Regions from separate parts of the Zea mays genome. Here region 1 is linked to region 2. The links are chromatin contacts, called in public Hi-C maps. All regions are on one chromosome and are shown on one strand. The core of a region is the stretch at or near the end of the contact, and the rest is flanking DNA. Distances in the headings are between cores, read along the strand shown.

Region 1 (7,248 bases), core at 4,527-7,026, 160 kb before region 2:
AGTTAGCCGATATCTTCACTAAGCCCTTAGATGAGAAAAGGTTTTGCAGGTTACGTAGTGAGCTAAATGTCTTAGATTCGTAACTTGGATTGATCTATAGCATACATGTGTTCTATGCCTTTGATCATGTTACTTTGAGCATTTACATTATTCATTGCTATTTATGGTGCTCAAGTTGTACAAGTGACCCCCGAACCTCATAAGTCCACATGCGAATGATGCACATATTAAGGGGGAGTTGTGCTACAACTTGACCCTTTGAAACGTTATGTTTGTTTGAGTACTCTTGATGTAGTCTCAAAGGTGCATTGAAAGGGAAAATGGACTTGGATGATGCAAAGACTTCCACTGCACTCCGTTATTAGTGTACTTACTTCCAAGTTCATACTTGCAATCTCATTGCCTTTTTGCTCTCAATGGACATTTTTTGGTGTGGCAATGGGGTTAAAGGGCCAAAAATGATCCCGCTTTGGTGCTTAATGCCAAAGGGGGAGAAATTAAGGCCAAAGCAAATGGATCAGCCAACCACTTGTGAATTTTGAAAATAGTAGAGTTAGAATTTGTGATTTGTCCAAAATACTCCTATTGCAAAAGTTGGTCTCTTTTGATTGTGGGACAAGGGGGGAGTTTTCGGGCACTTGAATTGATTTTACTCTTGAAACATCTCTCTATGTGTCCAAACAAGCGTGTTTGACTTAGAGATAGGCAAATGAATTTGATTTGCAAAAACAAACCAAGTGGTGGCAAAGAGTGATCCAAATATGCTAAATTATAGTAACAAAACAATTTGGTCTTCAATTGCATTGATATTGCACTTCTTATGTTGCTTTTTGATGTGTTGGCATAAATCACCAAAAAGGGGGAGACCGAAAGGGAAATGTGCCCTTGGGCCATTTCTATAATATTTTGGTGATTAAGTGCCCAACACGATTGACTAAGTGCTTAAGTGCTAAATGAAGAGGGAAATGCAAATCAAAGAAAAAGGTACGTTTCTAGACTTAGTACATTGCTTTTGAATACTAATGTGGTTATCTAAGTGCTAGAAACAGTGCTGAACAAAAGAGGATCGAATTGCAAAAGACTTGGTTGTGGAGCCAAAGTCCAGCTCGGCCTGGCACACCGGACTGTCCGGTGGTGCATCGGACAGTGTCCGGTGCGCCAGGCTGGTCTTCGGTGAAAATGCTACTCTCGGGAATCGACGGCGGTGTACGGCTATAATTCACCGGACTATCCGGTGGTGCACCGGACTGTCCCGTGAGCATCCGCGACGAACTCGTCGCTCTCGGGAAAAGGATCAGCGGCATACGGCTAAAATTCATCGGACTATCTGGTGGTGCACCGGACTGTCCGGTGAGCCAACGGTCGCCAGCGTCAACGGTCATCCGCGCAATCTTCGCGCGACACGTGGTCACGCCAACGGTCGGTTGGGCACACCGGACTGTCCGGTGTGCACCGGACAGTGTCCGGTGCGCCAACAGATCCCGAGGGGCAACGGTCGGATATGCCAAATTTGGAAGGAGATCGTGCACCGGACTGTCTACAGTAGCTATCCGGTGGCGCACCGGACTGTCCGGTGCGCCACTCGACAGAAGACAAGGATGGCCTTCCAAGTTGGTCTTCAACGGCTCCTAGCTGCCTTGGGGCTATAAAAGGAACCCCTAGGTGCAGGGAGGAGAATACCAAGCATTCTCTAAGTATTCTTAAGCATCCAGACTCTGCTCCCGCGCATTCGCTTCATTGTGTTAGTGATTTGAGCTCCATTTGAGTTGCGAACTCCGTGTGTTGCGTTTCGAGATCAAGTCGTGACTTGTGTGCGTGGTTGTGCTACGTATTTGAGTCTTGCGTGTGTTGCTCTCCCCAACCTTACTCTATGCTTTCTTTGTGATCTCTATTGTAAGGGCGAGAGACTCCAAGTTGTGGAGATTCCTCGCAAACGGGAAAACATACTAAAGGAAAAAACCGTGGTATTCAAGTTGATCATCGGATCACTTGAAAGGGGTTGAGTGCAACCCTCGTCCATTGGGACGCCACAACATGGAAGTAGGCAAGTGTTACTTGACCGAACCACAGGATAAAATCGCGTGTCTCTTGTGTTGCTTTCTTTGTGATTGTTTTCAAGAACTCGCCTCAAAACTACTTAGTCGCACTAACACTTCTATAACTAAGTTTTGTGACTATTTAGTGCTTGATTTTACAGGATCACCTATTCACCCCCCTCTAGGTGCTCTCAGAGGCTAAAGAAGATGTGCATATAAGTGGTATAGTGCCCCGTCTAGTTGTTGGTGTCTTATCTATACTACAATATGCTAATGGTATGATATTGTTTTTGGAACATGACTTCGAAAAGACTAGGAACATTAAAATCTTACTCATTGCCTTTAAGATGGTGTCCGAGCTCAAAATCAACTTCCATAAAAGCGAGTTATTTTGCTCTGGTAAAGCCTAGAGTGAACTAGATCAATACAAGGATATTTTTAGATGCAAGGAAGGGTAATTCCTATCAATTACATTGGCATTCTAATCCATCATAGGCGATTGAGGAACTCAAACTGGAGGGAGGTTGACGAGCGCATTGAGAAATGAGAAACAACTCAGTAGCTAGAAAGGGTAAACACCTCTTCGTTGGCGGTTGCTTGACACTAACTAATTCAGAGCTTACTAGTCTTTCACTTACGTGATGTCTTTCTTTGATACTCCCTCCGTCCCATGATATAAGGCGTAACCACTTTTTGTTCTTGTCTCACGATATAAGGCATGCTCTCTCTATGCATACGTACATCGATGCAATGGTATAGACACAATTAAATACATTTCTTGGTCTTTGAACCAGAGGTGGTTGTGCCTTATATAGTGGGACGGAGGGAGTATCCTTAAAGGAGTGCTGAAAAGTATATTACTTCCACTCTAGTTTCTTGTAGCAAGGATATGAAAAAAGAAAAAAAATTGCCTCGCTAATAAATGGAGTGTGCTATGTCATTCTAAAGACCAAGGTGGTCTATGTATCCATGACATAAGCTTAAAAATTAATGTTTTGTTTAGCAAGTGACTTTTAAAACTCCTCAAGTAAGATGACACCTCGAAACAATTAATTCATAGCAAATATTGAACCTTTATCACAAGTTGAGTGGAAAACAAGAGATTCCCACTTTTGATATAGACTAATAAAGGTTAAGACGGACTTCATTTTGGCACCTTTAAGCTGAAGGATGGCTCATAGGTTCGCTTTTGGGAGAACATGTTGCTAGGCACAACACCTCTATGTGAACAGTGTTAGTGCCTCTACAATATCACTAGACCAAAACAGATCATGACTGCGGAACCAATGAGCACTTTTCCACCTAACCTTTCATGGCGGCGAGATCTCGTGGGATCAAAACTAGCGATATGACATCACTTGTTACCACACATTGCTATTTTTGCTTTGGCACCCTACTAAAGTGCATTTTGCAGCCCTCTCTAGAACTACTATCCAGTAAGTGGGTTCGATCAGTGCATCAGCTCCGATCCTCACATAGACACAAACACTGCAAGACCAAGTATGGTGTACACCCAACATCACCTATGCCGACCCTATTTACTGAAGAAAAAACAATGCAATATGCATGTTTGATGCACCATTGGGTACGTACGATGCATGTAGAGCACAATTGCTCATCCAATTCAAACAATCTTTGAGTTAGGTTTTGATTTCAATCCATCTTGGACTTCTTTTGAGTTACCTAGGACAAATTTTTGCAAGTGCGCAACGTATCCGCTCACTAGATTTTACTGGGTCAAGTTAAAAGTCCATACCCCTTATAGGACGACTAAAGAAAAAACAAAGACTCTATCACTAATCCATCCCTCGACACCATTGACATTTAGAACTAGTCGGTCCTTAATCTTTGCTAATCCATCACTTGACACCATTGACATTTAGAACTAGTCGGTCCTTAATCTTTGCACTCATCCTTTGTAAAATTAAATGAATTCAATCAATAGGAGCATAAAAACTATTGGTAGCCAATCAACCAATATCATTATGACATCACTAAAGTAATGCTACTGTAAAACACATGTTAGTCATAATGCTTATATCGCTAATAATCATGAAAACTAAATTAGGGATCTATATGCTTTCAGTGGAGATGGAGGAGAAGAATGTGAAAGGAGAGGAAGGAGATGATGTGTAATTAAGGTTTGTGTGTCAATGAGATGGATAACGTGAACAAGTAGATATTTTGGACCATATGAAATGTCTAACTGTCGATCCAATATCATTGGATCCATAGAACATAGCATGTTTGGGGCAACATGGAATTGTTGCAGTATTATTCTATATAGACGAATACTAATGGCAGAAATCCAAACTTTTGATATTTATAATGCATGATATGGTTCTAACTAATCCTTAAAGATGGGAGTGGACTATTTATCCCTCCTGGTCTCCAGGGAAATCATATCATCACTTGAATATTTTGTGGTCGACGCGTTACTAATTGTATGTTTCTACAGAATTGTATTACCATTTGAACGCTCTATTGATAGGGAAGGCATTTAGCTAGGTGGAGGAAAAAAAACTCTATGAAGGCTAGTTTGAGAACTCTAATTTCCTAAGTGATTTCTATTTTTCTAAGAGAAAATGAACTAATTTTTCTTGGGAAAATGGAAATCCTTTGAAAAAATGAGGTTAACAAACTAGCTCTGAATGATGCATCCAATAAGGTAAAAAAAAGTTGAACAGGTTACATCCCAATCCATCCATGTGCAAAGCAGAGGAATTACATTTATACACGGCGCTGATCACCGCTGGAGTGAAATGAAACAAGGACCACACCACCTACATACCATGCAGCTAGAGAGGAGGATCGGCCGGAGCTATATATATACGCATCTTTGATGATTTCTACTTGAAGAAGTAGGGGAGGTCGAGCACGTAGAGGAGAAAGTAGGCCCAGAGCACGCCGGAGATGCCGCCGAAGAAGAACCCCCCGGTGAACTTGGCCCAGCCGTCGGCGGTCTGCAGCTTGTCGGCCTCCTTCTTCCTGCCGGTGAGCGTGAGCGTGGGCGCCGTGGACGGGTCCCCCTCGTTGAAGGAGGCGACGCCGTACATGGTGAGGCAGACGCTGAGGATGGCGACGAGGCCGGCGGCGCCGAGCGCGCCGGCCTGGCCGTGCACGGGCGTGCTGCGGAGCGGGCCCGTGAGCGCGAAGGGCCCCACGAGGAGGTAGCCGTGCGCGAGGCCGACCTCGACGCCCCGCAGCAGCGGGCTCACGGCGGTGCGGTAGGCCGGGAGGTTGGAGAGGTACCACGCCACGAGCGGGCTGGAGGTGACCGGCGTCTCCAGGCTGCCGATGAACGGGTCGCCGTTGATGGGCTGCACCACCTGGTACGTTGCCTGCATGCGTGTACGGAACAATCGAGTAGAGCAGTAAGCTAGCTAGCTAGCTAGAGCTAGAGACGAGCTCTGGATCGGAATGGATAGCACTAGCAGCATGCACAAATTCTCGCGCGCTCTTCTTTTGTTTTCTTGTCTACTGACCTTCTCGGGCTGGATGGCCTTGACGGTGAACCGGCCGGGCCGCCTCGTGAGCGCAGCAGCGCCTGACAGGCCCCTCGGCCTCGAGTGCACGACGAGGCTGCTCTTCATCACCTGGCTCGCCATGGGAGCGTAAGCTGTGGCCATCTCCACCGACACACACACAGCAGCACGCGCACGGATCGGATCCGCCGGCTAACTCAGATCTGCCTGCAGACGCGACGACTACTGGCCGGTAGGTACTAGCTGAGGAGGGTCTCCTGCTTGTGACGGCCTAAGTAAAGTCTGCGATCGATCTTTAGGAGGAAATCCTGTGCACGCATGGATGCATGGGGCCTGCAGGCGTGATATGGCTCAGGCATGTGTGGCGCTCCTTGGGTTTCAGGAGTGATGAGCTGCTAACCCTATCCCTTATCCGACCACTGGCGTCCCGCCACGTGGAAACTGAATCTGTAGTGGCAGCCGGCAGCCCGGCAGGGGTGGTGAGCTAACCCTATCCCTTGTTCGACCTCGCTCGTTCCCCTGCGTACTGAAGAAGGGAAGGGAGAATGACAGCTTTCTTGATTAGCGACCTAGCTTGTTCATGGTGCGACAATGAGCTAGCTGCACGGCCTCAGAATCAAAGCTTGAAATGGCTTTGATGAATGGATCTTCTATTTGCCAATCGAACTCAAGACTAAATACTACTGCTAGCGTGTAGAGTTGAAGACCTTTCATCCCGCAGACACTTTTCATGGCGCATCGATCAATCTATTTGTGGATGTCAAATCGGATGTAGGTTACCCATGCATGAGGCACAGTGGCGTAGGGTACGCCAACTAAAATTTACAACTTACATATACATCTGATCAAACTATTTCCATTAAACCATTTAATAATTCAGTAATAGTTTTAAAATTTCAACATACACTAAATTACACACAATAAGTCTTATATTCAAAGTTTAAGTTAAAAATAACAATAAGTCTTAAATTTAAAAACTAAGATAAAAATGTTCACAAACTATAATATAAAATAGATGGAAAGTTATACTGATAGTTTATAAAATGTAGTGTAGGTTATGAAAAGGAGACTTGTCTAATTTTTTAGCCGAGAGATCTTCAAAGATACATAATCCATGTCTTGACTTAAGTCTACACACACTCGCGACTCACGAGTCGCATCCGTTAAAAAATCTAAGTAACCGAATGTTGGACTGTCAATTTTATGATTTTGTATGTTAGCAGGTCATCCAAAGAATTCGTTAGATAGGTCCTGTGGCCATAGACCTAAACTCAAAAAAATCACAAGCTACAAGATAATTAGTGTAATAGTTTTCTATGTTGAACAATTTTAGATATTTTTTCATTTACTCTCTATATATATACATGCTGGATACATGTGTATGGCATAACATACCTGGCATATCCCATATCCCTTAGCTACGCCACTGCCATGGGGCAGGGTCGGCCCTAGGCCCATGCCTCAGAGGTGACCGATGGGGGTCAAAAAGGAGAAGGGACCAACATCTAATATAATAGTAGGTTGTCATCTTACTGAATTCCACAGAAATGGAAGAGACACCGCATGCCACTAGGGCGCTATTTGAAGGTGCACCGTTGCACGGAGCCGGACTCACACTCACAGTCATCACTGATTGCAGGTCGCATGCTCACAACTTCTAGATAATTCACTATTCAATCAGGCCCCGTTCGGCAGGCCGATATCCAAGCCAGACCGGTAACCAAGTT
Region 2 (7,295 bases), core at 4,163-6,662:
CGCATCACAGACAATGTCGAGGAACCAATCCTAACCATAAGTTTGGCGGTGACGACATGATACGAAAAGCTAAAAGAATGGTAAGTTTGATCTAGCTATGTCGATCAGCAAATAATACCATTTCTTATGAATGTTTTTTGTTTATACAGGAAGCTACGAGTGGCCAAAAGCCTAGTGACATTGAGGTCTACCAGGAGGGCCACAAAGGACCAGACCCGAACAACCCTGACCAGCTCTGCAGCCAGACAGCCACGGATCGCTTGGTGAGTTTTGGCTCAAAAGTTCAAACGTTCAAAGTATATAAATTCCTGCATTTGTAAGGTTGTGAATGATGTATATGCGGCATATGGGGAGGAGATGGTTCGTCGCCATGGCCCTGACTTCGACTGGCGCCATGAACCGGTGGATCCCTTGGTGGTGTACGCAAGTGGTGGTGGCAAAGCGCATGGACGGTAAGCTCTAGCTTATGAAATTATATGGTTGACACTAAATTGATTATACAGTAATCACATTTTTTGAATAACTTATAGATACGCACTCTTCGACGGATTCATTGACTCGTCGTCGGTGAGATCTCAGAGGACGGGTTCATCTTCTCGTAGCTCATGCTCTCGTCGACCGAATGAGCAGGAGTTGGAGATTATGAGGATGCGTGAAGAGATGAGACAACAACGCGAATTTATGGAGGCTTGCAATGCACATAACCAAGCGATGTATCAAGTGAGTACACATAATTCGAACTCTAAATTATTATATTTCAATACAACATCTTCGGTAGTAACACATATGTGTTTAATAGTTAATGCAGCAACAGGGCATGACATCAAATTTTCCACCGCCACCACAATGGAGCCAATTTGCAAACACACCAGTTCCACCACCACAGTTCACCACCCCTCCGACACATATACCTGCACCTGGAGATAGGGTACGTTTGATAACTCTCCATTAATTTATATACTTGTATACTTTTTTGATATTTGCATTTAACGTGATGATATTTGCTAACTTGCATAGGTTACGCCTGAAGCGGGTGGTAGTGGGTCTGATCCAGCAGTAGGGACTGGATTTGTTGACTCGCTCTTCGCGTTCCCTCCTCCTGGTGGTGGTGGCGGCAGCTGTCAAAGCTTTAACCACCCAAGTGGTGGTTATCTCTAAACACTTGAACTTATGTTTGAAATGTCGTACTCGTTGGTCGATGTTATGTTTCAATACTATGTCGTACTCGTTGGTGGATGTTGGTGGATGTTATGTTTCAATACTATGTCGTACACGTTGGTGGATGTTTTAATTATAAATGCAAGTGTTTATGTCTAAATGCATGTGTTTGTGGATGTCGTATCTCTAAATGCATGTGTTTGTAATGTGGCTGTTATCTGTGATTTATGTTATGTTTGATATATGTTATGTGTGCAGAAATAGTAACATAATTTAGTGTTGTTTTTGTAGCAGTATAGGGTAATTTCCGTCGGCCCAGTTAATTCCCGTCGGCTATGGTCGAACCGACGGGAATTAACTAATAATGCTCGTCGACCCAGTTAATTCCCGTCGGCCACGTAGGGCCGACGGAAATTAATTCATAACTCCCGTCGGCCTGGGAAATCGACCGGAATTAATAAATAACACCCGTCGGTCCGCAACACCGACGGGAGTTAGCCTTAACTCCCGTCGGCCACCTTCTAGCCGACGGGAATTAATAATTCCCGTCAACCGCCGACGGGGATAAACTTATCCCCGACAAGGGACGCCTGACGGCTGACAACCGACGGGAATAAGCCCTAAACCGATGGGAATAAGTAATTCCCGTCGGTTTAGGCTTATTCCCGTCGGTTTCTGGCCGACGGGAATTAAGCGAATTCCTGTAGTGTATATCATTAGAGAGTTGTAATATGAGTAGGCTTTTAGTTAGTGATATTGTTAGCTATATTACTAGGCTTGCTCTTAGCGTATGGCCAGCTAGCTATTATCACTATAGGCAGCATGCTCTATAGCAGACCAACTGTCGGCCGGCTGGCTAGCTAGGTACGGAATGGAATGGAAGTCGTCGTCGTCTTCGACCGTCGGCGCGACCACGGATGGTTTTGTTTTTTGTACATGGAAAAAGGAATTAGTAAAGCAAGTGCAGCTGCGCAGCGCACATGCAGCACGCGAGAGATTAATTAAATTATCAGCGTGCGATAGACAGCAAGTATTTACACGTAATTCATGTCGGATCCGAACCGTCGGCCCAGTCTAGCTAGCTCCTGCAGGTGCAGCTCAGCATCTCCCTAGACTAGACCTACTACTAGCAGTAGCAGCCAAGCTAGAGTCAGCCAGGTGGTCATTAAACATTTGAAAACCCAGGTCTGATCAGGTCCATGCGAAGCATGTGCTTCATCCACCCCGGCCCTGCTGGACTGGACACTAGTGATCGATGAGGGCTAAGTGCTCTATAGCTAGCTGCTGACGTGGTGACACCTGACAGTAACTACTACTATTATATAGCTCCTGCTGCTGATGAATCTAGTCTATGGTTTGTCGCCGTCCTTTCTGCGTTTAATTATCTCTAACGCCATCGGAAACGTAGCGCGTACGAAAATCACGTGCGCAATATATAGAGGTCGTTGTCTCGCTCGCACGTCTGCGCGCCTCACTCGTCTCGTCTGCAAACTACAGTATTATAGCTAGCATGCATAGGAGCGATTCTGGCTACTTATTTGGGATGTTAATTTTTTTATCTTCATTATTCCATCGCGAATAAATAAAATATAAAATCTGATGTATATATAAATCCATATTCCTACTTTTAGCATCGAGTTTCTTAAGATTAGTATAAAGTAAAAGCTCAAATTTATCGTATATCTTCTCAAATAGTATATATAAAATTCGGATAAGAATTCAGATTCGGATGTTTTTTTCACTTTTTTCGTTCCACGGAGCAAATGATCCAAAAGGGGAGGGGCATTTGTGATTATACCCCTTTGGCCTTGCAATTGTGATTTTACTCCTAGTTTTCCAACTTTGTGATTTTACCCCCTCCATTTTGAAAACAAAGCCACCATTTGTCCCTCACTCTCAACGTCAATAGTGGAAATTAGAATTAATGATTAAAAACAAAGAATATGAAATGAACTAGGTGAAAGGTTCTAACTACCCAACTTCTATTATGTACGGATGCAACCCCAACACGAGTAAAATCACAGTTACACAATATAACGAGGGGTAAAATCACAATAAATTGTATGAACATTTTTTGTCTTTTCGCATTAGGTTTGACGTTGTCAACTTCATGTAACGGCGCAAAGGTACGACAAAGCTTCGCACGACTCCTTTGCTGACAAAAGGGTTTTGAGATACGGATCGATGATCTACGACGACACGATTAATCAAAATGTTATACCCCCAACATTGTTGCGTATTAAATCTACACCAACACTATGTCAAACCGGTAGGTCTCTAACCTTGCGAAACTATCCTAAGTAATAAGTTTTGTCTCCACTCGCTAAATCAAGATGTGTGATATGCCGTTCTTAATCTGTTCTAAACTCATGGTTTAGTAAATCTATATATATTGAATTCTTGCTACCAGATATATGTTGTAGATTATATTATTATGGTCATATGCATATTGTACTACAGTCTTGTAGAACTTTCACGTGCCTCCGCTATTGATGCGAGGATTCATGGTCCGGATATGTATGATGTGTGATGACGCTGTTACTCAACAGAGCCTAAATTAGTACTACAGTCTGTACTGGGCGATGGTGATTGATAACTGAGCTCGAATGGGCCTGGTCCTAACTGAGCCTAACCAAAACACGGATCAGCCCAACCAAGACACGGATCGTCGCCTCGTCCGGCCTGCCTGCGCAAGGAATAGAGTCAGAGTATGGGCCGAAATCAGCCATTAGCTCTTTCTTGGTTTAACATTTTCGGATAGCTCCCCTCCTTGCTTTGTCTGGTCGCCTGTCATCAGTCAAGTGTCAACGAAGGAATGCGACGGCTGTGATGTAGCCATGTAGGTCCCCAACCCACTGGTGCCTGCCACTCTACTAATCAGCCCCAACAGATCGCATTCGTCAGTTTAATATACAAGACAAATTTGTTCCTGCGACTTTCTACTTTTACAAGATCACAAAGTTATAACCACAGCTTTTTTTTTGCATTACCATATTACGATATAAAAAAAACTATATCACCATAACGTTTTATCATAATTTTTAATATGGTTTTGTTACATGATTTTATAGATAATTTATCATGGCAAATTATGTACGCGACATTTACGACCCTGTTTTGGTTCATAAATAAATGTTGGCAGAAGAAATTATCCAGACTATTTCTCAGCAAAAAAAAATTCTAACTAAACTTTGACATAATATTTTTTATGAATAAAGTAGCTTAAGCGTTTAACTTTTTTGTTTCTCAACATCTTGCAAATATACACAACATGTACAGCGTATATTTTTTACATAATTTCTTCCGGAAAGCTTCTATAAAAAACAATAAGAATAAATGAGAAGCAAAGAAATAAAAGAGGAAGAAAAAAGAGAGTAAGAATACAAAATCAGGACCGACCATTCGCCAACCGGGTGGTAGGTGGCAACCAATCAGGGTGATTAGAACTTTAGAAGTGGGTGCCACTCCACTCCATCTCCACCTCACTTCGCTCTCAATTTAAATTTCGGCGACGTCCTAACAAACTGTTAAGCGAACCTTCTATAAAACCATGGCTAGCACTAGCAGAGCCCATCAGGATACCACCAACAATCTTTATGGAACGAGTAGGGGTGGTCAAAAGAATCAAAAGTATATATAAAATCGTCTCGAGCAACGTCTTCTATATCCCTACTCTATATATCTCTTTTATAATCTCCTCTAAAAAATCTTAACTCTATATCTCATCTCTCTCCAATTGTTCTCTTCATCTCGTTTTCTATACGTAAATATGCGTATATTCAATACATTTTGCTCTAGGTTACCGTACATACGTAGTTGTCATGTCCTCAAATTTCTTAAAGTATTAAAATGGATAGAGTAGAGTAGAGAAAAACTCTATATACGAAGGAAGGATAGAGAAATGTCCTATATATTTAGAAGGTGTTTTTAGAAAAATAAAAAGTTATAGAAAAGTACAGGGGGATTAATATTTAGAGAAGAGAATCTTTCAATGAGCCTAACTGGGTGATAGGTGAGAGTGAGACACACGACTCCACCATACCCACACTTCACCTTTGACGACCCAACAACTGCGAACAAACCTTCTAGAAACCCACTGCGTAGATGTTTTGGCCAATGACAGGTGGGGCACGCCTGCAATTGCCAAAGCTGGATCGGTCGGTGTCCTTTTAACGTGAACAGAAAAAGGGCTCGCTCACCAACAAAAGAAGGACCCCAGTACCCCACTAAAGAAGAGAAGAATGTGGCGTGAACAGAGAGACCTGACCCTGAGGCAGGTGAGGAGGTCCAGGGAGCAATGGGTTTCGGCGTAGTGCACCTCCTCGACGCGGTGTTCCGCCGCATGTTCCGGTCGGCCGGCCTCCGCCCGGGCTCGGCCACGGTGAACGCCGAAGACGACACGGTCATCCACTACTGGGCCCACCCGTCCCTCCTCCGCCCGCCGCCCTCCGACTCCGACTCCGAGCAGCGGCAGCCGGTGGTGGTGCTGATCCACGGGTTCGGGCCGGACCCGACGTGGCAGTGGGCGGCGCAGGCGGGCCCGCTGTCGCGCCACTTCCGCCTGGTGGTGCCGACGCTGCTCTTCTTCGGGGCGTCCGGCACGCGCGCGCCCGCGCGGTCCGACGCCTCCCAGGCCGCCGCGCTCGCCGCGCTGCTCGCGGGCCCGGGCCAGCAGCACCTCCCGGGCCTCGGCGCCGGCCGCACCGTGCACGTGGTGGGCACCAGCTACGGCGGCCTCGTGGCGTACCACCTCGCCCGGGAGCTGGAGCGGCAAGGCGGCGGCGTTCGCGTCGGCAAGGTGGTGCTGTGCGACTCGGACGCGTGCAAGGGCGCCGAGGACGACCGCGCGCTGGCGGCCAGGAGCGGCGTGGCGGAGGTGGCGGAGCTGCTGGCGCCCGCCGACACCCGGGCGCTGCGCCGCCTCATGGCGGTCTGCGCCCACCGCCCCGTCAAGTACGTCCCCGAGTGCCTCCTCCGCGACATGCTCCGGGTATGCGCACATTCGCCTCGCGACATGCTCCGGCCGGCTTCGATTGTATTCAAACCGTGCGCATTTATGCACATGTATGCAGAGATACTTCGCGGACAAGAGGGAGGAGAAGATGGCGCTCATCAGAGGGATCGCCACCGGAGAAGGCTTCGAGCTTGCTCCGCTGCCTCAGGTACGTACTCACCACTGAACACCACCAGAGCATGCACACCGATCAGGTCGCTACGACTACGGAAATACGGAATGTACTATGAACACGAGCACATCGATGAACTAACTGCAGGAGGTGCTCATCATCTGGGGAGAGTTCGACCAGATCTTCCCGGTGGACAAAGCGCACAAGGTGAAAGAGTAAGTTGTCCCTTCTGCTCGGAGCTGTCCGTTTCTTCACTCACTCACTCAGTCACTTTTGGTTTTCCAATCCAACGCAAGTCAACTGATATCATGGAGTGTATTTGTGTGCGCAGGAAGCTCGGGGAGAAGGCGACGGTGAAGGTGATCCCCAACGCGGGGCACCTGCCGCAGCAGGAGGACAGCAAGCTCTTCAACCGAGTCCTCCTCGACTTCCTGCTGCGCCCTTCCTCCACCGCCGCCTGACCTCCAACGGCAGCGCCCAAGCCAAACAGCTTATAGCTCGCTCGGCTGCCGCCTTTTGTTTCCGGCGTTCTTGTTTGTTTGTAGAGTGGAGAGGAGGCGCTGCCGCCTTTTGTTTTTGTTTTTCTCCATGGCTGGCTTGTTTTGAAATTCAAGAGGGTGGCAATGTGCAGATCCTACCTTGTGTCTAATGATGTAGGTTTGATTTATTACTGTGGCACAGATTTCTCGACGCCGGCCATGTCTACGTACGTCAGCGTTGTTTTCATCGTCCGCGATCGGATTCACAGCGTGCGGTGCGGCGCATTCTCCCTCCGCCGCCCATCTCCCGTCTTTTGCTGGTGTAATGTTATGAGAGATTACGAGGCCATGCCCTGGTGTCCTCTTCTAGTTCAGAAGGCAACGCCCAGCGGCCAACGCCGCAGAACTTGCACGGACAAAAGGCAACTCGTCCACGCCGAACGAGAGCGGTTAAAAGATTGCAAATTTCCAGAGCGCATTCCTTTCTGGTGCTACGTACAAAACAGCCGAATGATCAATGCCATCTGATCGA

The links. Hi-C and Micro-C count contacts between places; a contact is called where the count stands out from the background.
Region 1: a Hi-C map of ear shows a contact between it and region 2, with 1.6 times the contacts expected there. The contact joins the promoter of LOC100383080 here to the promoter of LOC100285935 in region 2. A contact is called at or near these places in 4 of 25 Hi-C or Micro-C datasets (bundle sheath, ear, leaf and 1 more).

What each region holds. Positions count from the first base shown.
Region 1 is chr8:17,456,610-17,463,857 of Zm-B73-REFERENCE-NAM-5.0, reverse strand. It overlaps LOC100383080, which reads right to left and starts at 5,776. Exons shown (of 2, transcript NM_001358030.1): 1 at 5,522-5,776; 2 at 4,680-5,377. The coding sequence starts at 5,665. The coding sequence ends at 4,886.
Region 2 is chr8:17,298,786-17,306,080 of Zm-B73-REFERENCE-NAM-5.0, reverse strand. LOC100285935 reads left to right here and starts at 5,412. Exons shown (of 4, transcript NM_001366736.1): 1 at 5,412-6,148; 2 at 6,231-6,320; 3 at 6,432-6,499; 4 at 6,616-6,921. The coding sequence starts at 5,456. The coding sequence ends at 6,745.